5 separate regions of the Mus musculus genome follow, and regions 1, 2, 3 and 4 are each linked to region 5. Evidence: chromatin contacts called from public promoter capture Hi-C data. All regions are on one chromosome and are shown on one strand. Each heading gives the region's core, a stretch centred on a gene start, on an enhancer-like site or on the middle of the called end of the contact. The rest is flanking DNA. Distances are from core to core; before and after follow the strand shown. Region 1 overlaps 1700028E10Rik (RIKEN cDNA 1700028E10 gene). Region 2 has its middle 22 kb from the start of 1700028E10Rik. Region 3 has its middle 22 kb from the start of 5430435K18Rik. Region 4 has its middle 53 kb from the start of 1700028E10Rik. Region 5 holds the start of N4bp2l2 (NEDD4 binding protein 2-like 2).

Region 1 (2,700 bases), core at 74-2,573, 730 kb before region 5:
GACTATAACAGCCAGGTCTTGTCCAGAAGTCATCTTTTCAAACGCAGGCATCTCTAGCCTCTGGCTCTTAGGTTCTTATTGACCTGTTCTTCTGTAACACTTCTGGACACTTTGACCAGGTGTGAGCCTCTGCATTAACTACCTCCTATTTGCCATAAGCCACCCTGATTCAGGGTGAGAGTATCACTAATCAATGCATATGAACATGAGTGTTTAGGAGGCAATGGGACCGTCTACTTAGCAAAACAGTAATAATGAATGGCTTCTAAGGTCTGTGATCTCTCCAGCCTCCAGCTTTTGACTAGGCTTATAATATATAGCATGCACTTTTAACAGTTTGCTGTCCGTTCCTGTGATAAACACCATGACCAAACAGTGACTTGGGAAGACAGGTTTTACTTCAACTTACAGGTTATGTCTATCATTGAGGGAAGCAGGGACATGGAGGGGGTCCTTGGTGGCCACAAAACTCTCTTGTTAGCTCATTTACTGATTCAGTGATGCACAGGGGTTTTTAAAGTCCTATTCCACAGGCTTCCTATATCCCATTTTATTTTTTCATTCTATATTTTCTTCCCAGGATTGGGGATTTTCATAAAGAGATGATATTTTCAACCTTCAACAAGCAATATAGACTTTCACACAAGACAAGCTAGGAAATACCATGGCTGAACCCCATAAAGAAGCCATCGGACAGGTTCAAACACTTTAGCCCTCTCTCCATTCTGAAGCCTTCCTACTCCCTAACAAGAAGGGCACTGTGAGTCAGTTAACTTTCTTATTTCAAGCCTCCTGAGTTTTAAAAAAAGAGTCTACATTTGACTCTGGGCATGGATTCAAAGTCTTTTGGAATAAATGAGCTGCTTGTCTGGCTGTCAAACGTGGCCACCACCAGCACACTCATCATAACCTTCATTGGAGTTTATGTGCCGGACAAGGAAGTGCTGCCTTTCAAATTCAACAATATCTCAAACCGTGGTTGCCTTGCAAATATGGGCCCGCCCTCAGAGTAGCTAAGGGTATTTATAGTGTGTTTAAATTATGTAGGACAGAGAAAAGGAGGTTTGAAAGTCCAGCAGAGAGTTGGATAATCGACTTCCATAAAACTTAGATGAACAAAAACAACAAAAACAATTACCCTTTTTGTTCAAATGCTGGAAAGAATTTTGTCTACCTTCTTGCTTCACTGGGATTTCTTTATGTTTTCCTGGCTAGCAGAAATGTCACTGTTCATGATGCATTTGGCTTCTTTGAGGGGAGGCAAGGATTTCAGCTGAGTCTAGCACAGCGGAATGAGGAGCATTGGAGTGCACAGCCAGCAGTCAGTCCTGCCAAATCAAACAGGAACCAGGGAGAACAATGGAAGATTATGTGAGGGAAAGTGGATACCCTGAACCAACGAATGCTGCAGGAAACCCACATCAATTATACTGGGAACCAGCCACTCTCCCCCTTCACAACGCCATCCCTCCTGCTAGAGCTCTGGGGACATTGTGGATTCACCCAAAGCTCACCCACAAAAGGGCAGTGGGTGGAGGGGAAGCAAGCATGCCTTTTCTTAGTTTCCTGCTTGTCTCCAGAACTCTACAAGTCTTAGAGACCACGCTGTCCTTTCAATGACATTAGCCTAAATGACTCCCCTCTGTGGTTGGTGAGCCAGCAAAGAGTCCTTCCGGCTACAGCTCTTATGTAACAGCCTAGGATAGACAAACTGACTGCCTTTGACCTTGCTTGTGTCTTGATTCACAGGGGAGAAAAAGCAAAATGCAGAACAAAAAGTAAATAGACAAAAAACAAAAACAAACAACAGCTGGATTTTACTAGCAGTCACCAAAATGATCATGTAACTACCCCACAGGGTAAGCTCTTGGTAGCTCTGCCCGAGGCCACAGGTCTTAGGTCTTAGCGATATTCACTTTTAAACATGGCCAAGGACCCTGGCAGCACACAGTCAGCACAGGCTCAGCATGGACAAACAGGTCAGAGAAATCAGAGGGCAGTGCAGAACAATCCAGTGTGACTGGATCACTTATCCTTGCAGTTTTGAGATTTACTTTTATTTTATGTGCATGGGTGTTTTGCCTAAATGTGTGTATGTGCACTATGTGTGCACAGTGCTCAAGGAGGCCTTTAGAGGGTGTTGGATCCCTGGAACTGGAGTTAGACACGGTTGTGAGCCGTGGTATGGGTGCTAGGAATTGAACACAGGTCCTCTGAAAGAGCAGTCCCATGAACTTTTTAAATTTCCAGTCTTTGTGAAATTTGGGATAAATTTTGGTTTCAATTTTATAACACAGGTCAAAATATATTGTCATTTTTTCATATGTACTGAATTTTTTATGGCTCAGTGTGTGGACTATTTTTAGCAGTGAACTATTTGTACTTGAATATAATATATTCCTTCTAAGTTCAACATACTACTTAATTGACCCACTTTGTCATCACCTGAATGCACATTTATGAATCTTTTCATGTTCTTGATCTGTATGAGTTATGCACATTTCATTATGATTGTGTGCCTTCAATTGCTCTGTCAATTTCTGTTTTCTATATTAAGAGGATTTATATAGGAACTTAGAATTTTAAATTTTTTTTCTTCTACTGAATTATCTCGTTAACTCTAATAGCATCCTTTTCACTAAAAATAACTTATGGCTGACAGAATTTTCATGTCACTTGATTTTGTTTTGTCTTGAGAGC
Region 2 (2,752 bases), core at 182-2,681, 680 kb before region 5:
CAGATCACTGGGGAGCACTCTTCCCAGGTCTATTGATATTCAGAGTTTGATATACTTTCAGTAGATCATGTCTAGAGTGAAGAATATCTACTTCTAGTTTTCAACACTCTTTGTGTCATTGAAGGGTGGTAGCTGATGAATAGCTAGAAGGATAAATGAGATACAGAGTAGATCAGGACTAAAACTGAGCTTAAACACTTCTGCCAAACAACAGATGACAGCTTAGAGATATCCTGCACCGTGTGTGCCTGGCACAGGGCCCACTTTTCTAGAAGGGACAAAGACATCTTCTGCTCACCAATGGGTGAGTCCTGAAGGTAGGACATCAGACAAGTCATGTTCAAGTCTCTATGAAGTGCATTACATGGGCTGTTATAGGCTGTAAAATGGCTAACAGACAGTCCAGACCATGTTGACAGAAACAAAAGAGAGTCCAAGGTTTGTGCTTTGTGTGTGTGTGTGTGTGTGTGTGTGTGTGTGTGTGTATAGGTGTTTGTGTACATAGAGGCTACAGATCGATATAGGGTATCTTTCTGAGTTGATCTCTGTTGAAATAATTTTAATAAATATTTTAATAAATAAATCCTGGCATGGGGTTGCTTCCTATCTCAATGGTTTATGTTTCCAAATCTCTCTCTCTCTCTCTCTCTCTCTCACACACACACACACACACACACACACACACAGCCTTTACATGTAATATGCCTTAAGCAGCACAATAGCTTGGCAATTACCTAACCTCCCTGTTATTAGAATCTACCTCCCATTGATAATTCTGAGTTACTACTTATAAATTTCTATGTTCTATCTTGGCTGATCTTGACCCAGTTGAGCAGCCCTTTGGACTGGTCCTCTGGCCCCCTTACATGGCAGCTCTGCTCCTCTCTCTTGTCCACATCCTAGGCTTGGCATCTCTCCCTTCCTTCTCCTCATTGTGGTCCCAAGCTGGGGAAACCTAAAACCTAGCTTTCTCTTCTCCCTAGCTATTGGCTGTCATCTTTATTTACTAATCAGAATTAATTGGGGGCAGGTTCCCACAGCTACATGCAGACCTTCTCATGCAAACTTATTTTGGGGACCCCATTAGCATTAGAATACAAGCACTTAGTTACAGATCTTCTCTATACTTCTTGAGGCAGTCTCTCTGTGAGCCTGGAGCTAGGCTGGTAGTTGCAACCCCGAGAGATCTTTCCATTTCTGCCTCCCAGCAGTGAGACTACAGATACCTGTTGCCACGCCTAGGGACCTAAACTCAGGTGCTTACAATCAACCAGGAAGCACTTTATCTACTGAGCCATCTCCCTAGCCTTCTTGGCCTGTGAACTTTTTGAGTCACAGAAGCCAAAGCCAAGAGGTTTCTGGCTGAGCGTGTGACAATGCCACTTTGGCCTGGCCCCGTGTCCTTGACTTGGAAGAGCGGCCCTGGCACAGAGTCAGGACCGTGACTCATGAGTAGCTTTGGACTAATGTTCTGTTCACTTACTCATGAGGATAGAGTGGGTAGGACCAGGTGAAATGGGGAGCCGTGTTCTGGGCATCGAAGACAGGGAGAGTGCCGACTGCCATCAAGAACCTGCATCTGCATGCATGCACCTGAGTCCTGAGCTTCCATCTGGCTATGCTCAAATCTCTAAGAACACCGTGTGATGACCTCAGCTCATCCAGTCTTCTCCTGGTTCAGCCTTTGGTCAACTCATCGTTCAGCCTCCAAACTGGGGGGGGGGGGGCGGGGGGACAGGGGTGCCCTAACCCTTAAATGTGCGTTTTCTGTCACCAAATCCATCTCATGCTCATTTTTAAAACCTTATCTCCTGTTAATTCCATCCTTTGGTATCCTGCCTGACACCACCTTGGCCTGAGCCCCCAACCCCACCCCACCCCCAAACCCCCACCCCCGCCACCTTGAAATTGCAGCTCCTTAAAGTAGTTTTCCACCACATGGCCTGCACATGTCACCCTAATGCCTGGAAAAAGGAGAAAGAACGCTTAGTAGTCCACAGTAATTTTGAAGTCAGTCTGGTTATAAGGAGACTAAATCTGATCCCAGGTCTGTTCTATGGAAAAGTCCCTCCATGTCATTGTGTTGCCTTTGGTGGAAAATCAAATTGACTCTGACTTGACTTAGTGGTTCAGCCACACCACACTGTGTTTGGATCCTTAGGTATTTTTGAGGCCTGCCCCTTCGCCCCCACCTCTGATAGCTGTAGTCATTTTGTTCCATGCCTGCCAGCTATTTCATACTGTTGTTGTAATATGTGGACCAGTTATTGACACAGAAAAATAACTTGATTCAGTGCAAGGTCATGCTGATTACATATCCTGTTATGAGGTTTGTTAATCGTAAGAAATGCCACAAAGCTTTACATAGGACAATATGAACTGTTATGCCTAAAATGGCTTGAGTCAGTGCTAACCACCAGGCAGCACTTCCTGCACCTGCATATGGGCTCACCATGGGTTTTGCTGTTTTAGCCTTTATAAGCCGGCCCTGAGAAATGTTCAGGGTCCTAGCTGAGCCCCCAAATTCTGATCTGTGGCCCTGATCAGTCAGACTTAGGGTGTGCATTCAATAAACAATCCCTGTGTGACTGAGGTCAGTGTTTGTGCACTTTGTGGGACATTGTTGGACCACAACACTATTTACTAAACCTCTTCCTATTTGCATCAGTTTTGCACCTCTGACCTGGCATTTCCCATCTTCTCTCTGGCTCACTGATCCTCGCTGGCAAGGTTCAGCTTAAATGTCTACAAG
Region 3 (2,733 bases), core at 123-2,622, 610 kb before region 5:
CAGGATTAGCCATGGAATAGCTGTAATTAAGATACTAAGAATAAAGGGAGAAAGAGACTGTGGCTGAGGGTCTGGAGGTAGCCAGAAAAGGCCTCCTGACTAAGAAAACATTTGAGCAGAGCTCTAAAGAAAGTACTGCCCTATGTTTTGAAAACACTCTCTCTCTAAAATAAATAAATAAATAAATAAATAAATAAATAAATAAATAAATAAAAAGATTTGTGCCTCTTAACTAGGAAAATAACTTTTGGATCTAGAACATTTTTTTTTCAGTAGAACATTGTTCTAGGTTGGGCTGGAGAGAGAGATTAACAATGCAGTGTACTGTGTCTACTACTCTTACAGAGGACCCATGTTCAATTCCCAGCACCTACATCAGGTGGCTCACAGCTGCTTGTAACTCCATCTCCAGGGGAATCTTGTAGAGACTTCTGCCCTCTGAAGCCACTTGCACTTGTAATATTTGCATACACACACACACACACACACACACACACACACACACCACAGAATTGAAGACTGTGGGCCTACTCAGACTTTCTCATGTGTGCAGGTAGCATGCATGCAGCCCCCCATACACCCCGTGAGTCTGACATGAGGAAGCATAATTCCTTGTATGGCAGTGCCCAGCATCTGATATCGATATTAATGTTTTCTGAGTCACAGACAATGCAAGATTTGAAGAGAAAAACAAGCTTGTTTCTGATCTGTTCCGTATCATGTTTGTGATTGGAATATTTGAGTAATGGAGAAGCCACACTTGTGTTGACATAGGAATCAGAAGTATCTACTAGTTTTCAAGAGAGACAGTACAGACCCTTTGATTTTTAGAGCAGAGATCTTGGCATCCTGTCCTTTGGCCTTAGACTTCTCCAGTATTCTGTGCAGTATTCATACGATGAAAGTTCCTTGGCTCATCCAGAAAGGTGTGTGTGTGTGTGTGTGTGTGTGTGTGTGTACATCTCTCTCTCTCTCTCTCTCTCTCTGTGTGTGTGTGTGTGTGTGTGTGTGTGTGTATGTATACACATTGGAGTCAGGCAGAGGAGAGGGGAGTGGGAAGCAAGCTGAACTTGCTCCAGCAAGCTCTCGCAGCCCCATCTTCCTCATGGCAGGCCACATGCCTCCCTGTACAGATGAGTGGTCACCATAAGAATCACAGAAGGAAATAAACACCATAACTCACCCAAAGCAGCACCTCTCCTACATGCCCATAGGGATACTCATTCTTAAAGATTGTGTACAGGGGTCTGCTTGGTTGTTGTTGTCTGTTGTCAGCACTTCCTGGAGGACGTTTGCAAACTCAGCTTGAAAATGGCCCGGTGACAGCCCCTTGTCACAGCCCTCAGCTACTGTGACTCATTCTTAGTCATGCCTGCAGGTTAAGGGGCATATCTGAGATTCTCTCTTCGGAACACTGCTGATTCCAAGTTACCACCCATGCATTCTAAACACACTCCCGTCCCAAAACATTGCTCCGTCCCTCACTCTGCCCCATACGTAGCAAAGGAGACCTTTACTTTGATCCATTCTGTTTGTTGGAGAGCACCTTTTTTGGTCTCTTGTTTTCAGAGAAAAAGACTTTAAAGGACACTGAGCCTGGAGAAAGAGTCACACCACTAAACAAACATCCCGCAACCTTCCTTTCTTTTCCTGATGCCTCGTTGACTTGTTTGTCCTGTTTTTCGCCCTCTTTGAGTTTGCTACTTACAACAGCATGCTCTGTGGTTCCTCACTTTCTTCATCTGTCTTCTGGGAAGTGCAGCAATGAGATGCCTTCCCCAGTACCTGTGATGCGCTGTATCCTTACCTCTATTTCAGCCTCTTCTGAGAGCTGCTGAGCATTGTTTGCACCAGTTATTTCACTCTTAAAGATGGAGGTTTGGGCATGCCTTGAGAGGACTCGAGGGGAACTTGCACTGGTCAGTCCTACTAATAGCACTTACAGAAAGACACTACATTAAACAAACAAACAAAAAGAACTTTGAGTGAGTCCAACATTGATTCTTTTATCCATACAGCAAGTAGAAGCTTGGTGCGTCTTAGCTTTATAAAGATGTAAAATGAATAATAATAGGTGTGGCTTTTACGGCTTGGTATCCAATGAACTGTATATTACTGAGGAAGTGTAACCTTAGGCTCCTCACACAGCAGTGGCGCTGTGAGACGAAGCCACATTGGGACACATTCTAGAATTCATGTCTGTGTTCTATCTCATTAGTGGCACGATGAAGCATAAAATATTTATTTCTAGCTTATTACCTTTCTTTTCAGAAAAAGTGCCATGGCATCTACAAGTTAATCAAAGATAAAGTATATTGTGTTGAAGTATTTTTAATATTAGCATGCACATCCATGATCTGAAAGTTTTCAGCACCACATACACAATTATTTGCCAAGCATTCCCTAAGCCCCTGGTTTCTGCCAGAATTATCCTAAAAATTATTCATTTGAAATATCATAATTTCCAAACAATCATTCTGAAGTCTACACATGCATACACAGACACAGACATACACATGTATACACACATACAAACTACATATCCTTATTTAGAAAAATCTGCCTACATTTTTATTTTTAAACTCCTTAGGATTTATTTTAACTATATGTATATGTCTAAGGGGATGTGGATGTATATACATATATGTGCAAGTATCCATAGGGTCCAGGTATGTAGCATCCGGATCTGGAGTTACAGGCAGTTGTGAGCATTCCTTCATGGCTCCTGGGGAC
Region 4 (2,700 bases), core at 157-2,656, 650 kb before region 5:
AAGTTAAGGATATATTTGTACACTAGTAATGAGACTATGGGGAAGTTTGCACCATAAATATACATATACACATAACTATACATTAGACTCATATATATTACCACAGTATTTATATGTGTGTACTACTATATACATATTTATTCATATTATGTGCACATATAAATACATATAATTTATTATATGAAAATATCTAAATAATTAAAGTTATAGTGGCAACAATAATAACTATATCATGAAGGACTAAGTTACTACTACACTATTACAATTTTTATAATATTGTCAAATACAAGTATCTTTATCTGAAATCAAAACGCATTATATTTAATATAGGAAGATTATTTTCCCAAGATGAAAACCAATGTAAATTATCCATTATGAAAGGAAAATGAGAATAAAATTAAAAGTTAAAGTTGTCTAGAACTTCTTCCTCCCCTTCCTGCCAAAGGTCCTGTTTAAAAGATGGAAACAAGGAAATACAAATGTTTAAATATTTTACCCAAAAATAGGAAAGCAAGTAATACACCAGCTGGCAATATTCATAGCCTAGGTCATTCTGCTCCCTGGAATGTCTTTGAGGGTTTCCTCAACAGCACCATACACAGAGGGTTTCGTGTATCGGATACATTATTTCTGTCAGAAGGCTAACGCCCAAGAGAGGCATTCCTTCTAGATATCCAAACGTTAGGGTTATGATAAAAAAAATACAATGTGATGGAATATGTGGTATTTCTAAATTAGCATACTCAATTATAATGTCTTTGGAATGTGGGAATAGTTAGATTTTATTATGTTTTTATCTTTTCATTACTCTTTAAACAGTTTGTCTGATTTATGCAGGGCTGTGCTAAAAATATCTGACATGGTTACACATGAAAGGGAGGCTCCCAGGGAGGCCCCAAGCTGAAGGAAGTCAGAAAATGGAGAGTCACTTAGTCATGTCCTGAGAGTCCCTGCCTATGAGGCTGAACGATGCTCAGTTACGCAGCACTGTGGACGCTGGAAGATTCTGCTGCGGGAACTTAAAGGAGAGTCACTCATGGGAATGTTAGTTCTCAGATTTCCTGCTGTGTGTACATGGTTTAGCGATATTTATTGGTGTGGCAATATGAGTGGCGACAGCTAGAGTACATCAAGAGCTCTCTATTTGACAACTGCCTTCAGTGGCCAGTTGGTCGCTCTTATTTTGGTGTGTGTGTGTGTGTGTGTGTGTGTGTGTGATGGAGAAGCATTGACTTCCATCTTTAACCGAAGGGGATTTTTGCTTAGTCTCCTCCATTCAGTTGCATTGTGCATCTTACTAGCCAATCCCTGTAGGGATTTTCCCACTGGTCACAGTCAGTGACCCAAGGCTGCGTGTCACAAGTAAGCTGTAAAAACCAATGCAGAAAGCTGGGGAGTCCTTAAACTCTGGAATGTCATGAGTCATAGTCACACAACCTGCCCTCTGAGCACTGCTTTACGCATTCTCTGTGTCTATCAGAGGCTTGCTAAACATGGGTGCTGTTACCAAGGATACAGCACTAGGAACAGAATTCCTGCTCTCCTGAAATTTAGACTAGATGAGGGAGAAAACCATAAATAAATTAAGCAAATATACACAATGCTGAATAGCAAATGCACAGGGGTTGGGGGCGAATCAAGCCAGAGTCAGGCAGTTGGCTTGCAATATAACAATATAATAGTGTTGTCTTAGTTATGATTTTACTGCCGTGAACAGACCCCCAAGACCAAGGCAAGTCTTATAAATGACAACATTTAATTGGGGCTTATAGCAGAATTTTCCCTGTCCAATCACTTTAAATATTAATACAACAAGAAGCCTGTGATTGGACAGGGAAAAGGGAGGTGGGGTGAAGAGTTTCAGAGACAGAGACAGAGGAGAAGGAAAGGGGGAGGAAGGAAGATGGAGGGAGAGGAAGACAATCCAGATTCCTTGAGGTTTTAAGTAGCCACAGATAGTTATGAATATCATAAAAGGATAGAATAGTTGTGATAGCTTGTCTAATGTAGGTGGGCAGCTTTTATCATTATCAACTGGCTCTGAAATTACTGTGTAGGCATCTTGTGAATTGAGAATTTATTGTTATATAAATATGACTGATTAAGCTTCTAGAGTTTTGATTTACTGGGTTACTGGGATTTGAGACTGCCGACCACAGAGGGTGGATGGCCGAGAAGGTACAGGAGGGCAGCTCCAAGGCAGACGAAACGGAGCTGGGAAGACTACCTCACAGAGGCTAGTCTAGTAGCTGGGTGTAACACAAAATATTGCAACTTTTTAAATATTTCCTACAACAGGGGCTGGCTTACAGGTTCAGAGGTTCAGTCCATTATCCTCAAGGCAGGAACATGGCAACATCCAGTCAAGCATAGTGCAGGCAGAGCTGAGAGTTCTATATCTTCATCTGAAGACTGCTAGCAGAATACTGACTTCCAGGCAGCTAGGACCAGAGTATTAAAGCCCACACCCACAAGGCCACACCTACTCTAACAAGGCCACACTTCCCAACAGTGCCACTCCCTGGGCCAAGCATATACAAACCATCACAAGTGGTTTCTTGTGAATACTGTATCACACATACACAGACATACTTGAGTATAGAAGAACTGAGTCTGGACTTTCCCTATTGCATAAATGTTTCCTGTGGAGACAAACATCAAATTAGCCCAGAGAGGACCCCAAAGGCAAACCAAAGAAAT
Region 5 (2,700 bases), core at 38-2,537:
CATAAAGTAAATGGGTTTTCTCTCTTTTACACAACACTCTTAAGAGAGAGAGAGAGAGAGAGAGAGAGAGTGTGTGTGTATACATATTTACACACACACACTCAGGTGTATATATATGTATATATACACTCAGGTAAAACACTCACATAAAATAAAATAGTGATTTGTTTTAGTTTGTTTTGTTTTGTTTGAGACAGGGTTTCTCTGTGTAGCCCTGGCTGTCCTGGAACTCACTCTGTAGACCAGGCTGGCCTTGAACTCAGAAATCTGCCTGCCTCTGCCTCCCAAGTGCTGGGACTAAAGGCGTGCTCCACCACTGCCCGGCTTCACTGTGCTTTTTATCTATTATACTTATAAATTAAAACATTATTGTGGGGGCTGGTGAGATGGCTCAGAGGGTAAGAGCACCCGACTGCTCTTCCGAAGGTCCAGAGTTCAAATCCCAGCAACCACATGGTGGCTCACAACCATCCGTAACAAGATCTGACTCCCTCTTCTGGTGTGTCTGAAGACAGCTACAGTGTACTTAAAATAATAAATAAATCTTTAAAAAAAAAAAAAAAACATTATTGTGTTGGAGACAAGACTTATTCAAATATGCTGAGATGGCCGATCTTCTTGTGCGGGCCCAAACGAAACAAGGGGTGGAGAGGACGACAGGCTAATAGAAATGGAAAGGAGAAAAAAAAAGACCTTTAACTGGAGCTAGTCATTTGGTTGGTATTTAGTTTTAATTCAATACATATTTATATAGCAGTTTTCCTATATCTGGAAGTAAGATACTTTATAATTTCTTCTCCCCAAGAGTCATCTGTTATGGGGTTCTGAGGTGCAGGCACTCTATTTTGCCACAGTTGTTCAGAAGCTTAAAATTATACTAAATGGTGTTTCTGAGAAACCATAGCAACTGAGTTCTGTTACACAAAATGTTTTCCCCTTTGAAGCCTAGGCTGATTCTTTTGTCTCCTGAAAAGCCTGAAAACTGTTCACTCACCACAGAGGCTTGCGCGTCCATCCACCTGGGGGCGCCAAGCACTCTTGTTCTTTTTGAGTCGTGAACCCCAGAGGACGTCGCTGCCTTTATAGATAAAGGTGATGTTTCTTTAAGAAACTTCCCCCCACTACAGGGCGGGGAACAAGACTGAGTCTACGTTGGTGGCCAAAATAGCTTGTAAGTCTTGCAATGGACTCTGGAACACTGAGTTTCGGTGCCTTGAGGTAAACGAGGACTGCGGGACGCCGGACTTCAATCCCCATAATGCCGGGCGTGAGCCCGCGGTGCTGCATGGGTAATCCTAGAGGTGGCGGCCATCTTGCGTATGAAACTGCTCCAGCCTCGCGTCTCTTTCCAGCTCCGTTTAATAGCTACGTTTTGGACGGTCTCTCGTCTTCCCGGAGGTTCGTGTGTTCGCGGAAGTTCTTTTTTTTTTTTTTTGGAGGGGGTGGAGTGGGGTGGGGGAGGGCTTGGAGAGGAAGATGGTGGAAGTGCTTACAGAGCGATGGGTCCCGGTGGAGGTGAGGGAGGTATTTCCGGTTTCGTCTGAGCGAACGGCTGGCGCCTGCACCTCCGGCTTTGACACAGCTCTCGCCTCACTGCGAGCGTGGAAGCCCCAAGAGAAGCCTGTCAGCCTTCGGGACCTCCCCGGATTCTTAGAAGGGATCTTGACGTTTTCCTTAGGGACGGAGAAGCCGGAGCGCCCCTGGCCTGGCAGCCCGCCCCCGGTCAGGAGGCCTTGGGGGCCCGGCAGGTAGGGCGCTGACGACGTCGGTCCACCCTGCTGCACTTGCTTGGTTGGCTCTTGACGTTAGATTGAGGACATGGGAGCATGTGGCCGAGGTGGGGGCTCTTTCCGGGAACCTGGCTTTTCTCCGCAGTTGGAGCTTCCTTCGTCTCTGCTAATGGCTTGTCGCCTTTCTTCTCGTTTGTAGGGTTTGGGTTTTGATTCCAAGAGCAGGCCAGATGTGACCAAAAGAGCGCTTTTGGTTTCTTAACGCCCCTCCCTCTATGACAAGAGAAGCGAAGTTGTGATTTTTTTAAAAAGACATAGTCTCTCCCAACCAGGCTGCTCTGCAACCCATTTGTGTAGCCAACCCATACTGGACTGGAAATCTATTGATAGGATTACAGGTTTGAGCTACCACGGCCTGTCAAGAGTAATTTTAATTACATTTATTGACAGGGTCTTGGGTAATACAGACTGACCTTGAACTTACTGTGTAGTCCAGGCTGGTCTTGAGCTCCTTTCAACACCTGCCAAATGCTAGTGTTGCAGTCATAGACCACCCTGCCTAAAAAGTGTATTTTTCAAGTTAGAGAAACTACTAGAAAAGATGAATGATTTGATTTTTAAAGTTTTCTGATTATTTTCCCTAAGCATAATTTGTATCATCACTAAAACTCAAAACTTTTTTTTTTCCAAATTATTACATTCAATTGGAAAACTGCTTTTATACTACTTAAAAGAAAAAGACCCCACAAAGACTGCGTTTTTAGTTAACCTGGTATTTGGATGCTAAAGAGAGATAATTGTTTGGAAGTTAAAGTATATACTACAAAAGACATGATGATTTTAAACAGGAAGGTATTTGTGGTACAGTGTACTGAAGGAAAATGAGATTTTGTAACTTGTGATTCATGTAAAAGAGTTGTCTATGAGCCCGGATGCCAGGGCAGGGCTCTTGACTGTAAAGATGAAAAGG

The links. Promoter capture Hi-C pulls out the DNA fragments that hold promoters and counts their contacts.
Region 1: a contact with region 5 is called in a promoter capture Hi-C map of liver, with 4 times the contacts expected there. The contact joins the enhancer-like site here to the promoter of N4bp2l2 in region 5. A contact is called at or near these places in 4 of 39 promoter capture datasets (cranial neural crest, frontonasal cranial neural crest, liver and 1 more), 8 of 115 datasets of contacts at active chromatin or transcription factors (craniofacial prominence, embryonic basal ganglia, embryonic forebrain and 5 more) and 2 of 9 other capture datasets (adipose tissue and pancreatic islet).
Region 2: a contact with region 5 is called in a promoter capture Hi-C map of liver, with 4 times the contacts expected there. The contact joins the enhancer-like site here to the promoter of N4bp2l2 in region 5. A contact is called at or near these places in 11 of 39 promoter capture datasets (the 3T3-L1 cell line, the HPC-7 cell line, the SN4741 cell line and 6 more) and 4 of 115 datasets of contacts at active chromatin or transcription factors (embryonic basal ganglia, embryonic hindbrain, embryonic limb bud and 1 more).
Region 3: a contact with region 5 is called in a promoter capture Hi-C map of trophoblast stem cells, with 2.9 times the contacts expected there. The contact joins the enhancer-like site here to the promoter of N4bp2l2 in region 5. A contact is called at or near these places in 10 of 39 promoter capture datasets (the 3T3-L1 cell line, the SN4741 cell line, cranial neural crest and 6 more), 1 of 115 datasets of contacts at active chromatin or transcription factors (forebrain) and 1 of 9 other capture datasets (adipose tissue).
Region 4: a contact with region 5 is called in a promoter capture Hi-C map of hippocampal neurons, with 4 times the contacts expected there. The contact joins the enhancer-like site here to the promoter of N4bp2l2 in region 5. A contact is called at or near these places in 5 of 39 promoter capture datasets (the 3T3-L1 cell line, 3T3-L1-derived adipocytes, hippocampal neurons and 2 more), 1 of 484 Hi-C or Micro-C datasets (cortical neurons), 3 of 115 datasets of contacts at active chromatin or transcription factors (cardiomyocytes, craniofacial prominence and embryonic midbrain) and 1 of 9 other capture datasets (adipose tissue).

What each region holds. Positions count from the first base shown.
Region 1 is chr5:151,393,119-151,395,818 of GRCm38.p6, reverse strand. All of the region lies in intron 2 of 1700028E10Rik (RIKEN cDNA 1700028E10 gene), which reads right to left. It also overlaps a transcript of Stard13 not described here. Among named protein-coding and RNA genes, the nearest start is that of Gm3704, 12 kb to the left of the region's middle. Within about 2 kb of position 1,323, at least 74 of the 459 cell types and tissues checked have an H3K27ac peak or open chromatin away from gene starts, as enhancers often do. A contact at or near this core is called in forebrain and liver, where this site is marked.
Region 2 is chr5:151,345,495-151,348,246 of GRCm38.p6, reverse strand. It overlaps a transcript of Stard13 not described here. Among named protein-coding and RNA genes, the nearest start is that of 1700028E10Rik, 22 kb to the left of the region's middle. Within about 2 kb of position 1,431, at least 40 of the 459 cell types and tissues checked have an H3K27ac peak or open chromatin away from gene starts, as enhancers often do. A contact at or near this core is called in the SN4741 cell line and liver, where this site is marked.
Region 3 is chr5:151,273,095-151,275,827 of GRCm38.p6, reverse strand. It overlaps a transcript of Stard13 not described here. Among named protein-coding and RNA genes, the nearest start is that of 5430435K18Rik, 22 kb to the right of the region's middle. Within about 2 kb of position 1,372, at least 17 of the 459 cell types and tissues checked have an H3K27ac peak or open chromatin away from gene starts, as enhancers often do. A contact at or near this core is called in trophoblast stem cells, where this site is marked.
Region 4 is chr5:151,314,662-151,317,361 of GRCm38.p6, reverse strand. It overlaps a transcript of Stard13 not described here. Among named protein-coding and RNA genes, the nearest start is that of 1700028E10Rik, 53 kb to the left of the region's middle. Within about 2 kb of position 1,406, at least 85 of the 459 cell types and tissues checked have an H3K27ac peak or open chromatin away from gene starts, as enhancers often do. A contact at or near this core is called in cortical neurons, hippocampal neurons and trophoblast stem cells, where this site is marked.
Region 5 is chr5:150,664,199-150,666,898 of GRCm38.p6, reverse strand. N4bp2l2 (NEDD4 binding protein 2-like 2) reads left to right here and starts at 1,287. Exons shown (of 6, transcript NM_201369.3): 1 at 1,287-1,398.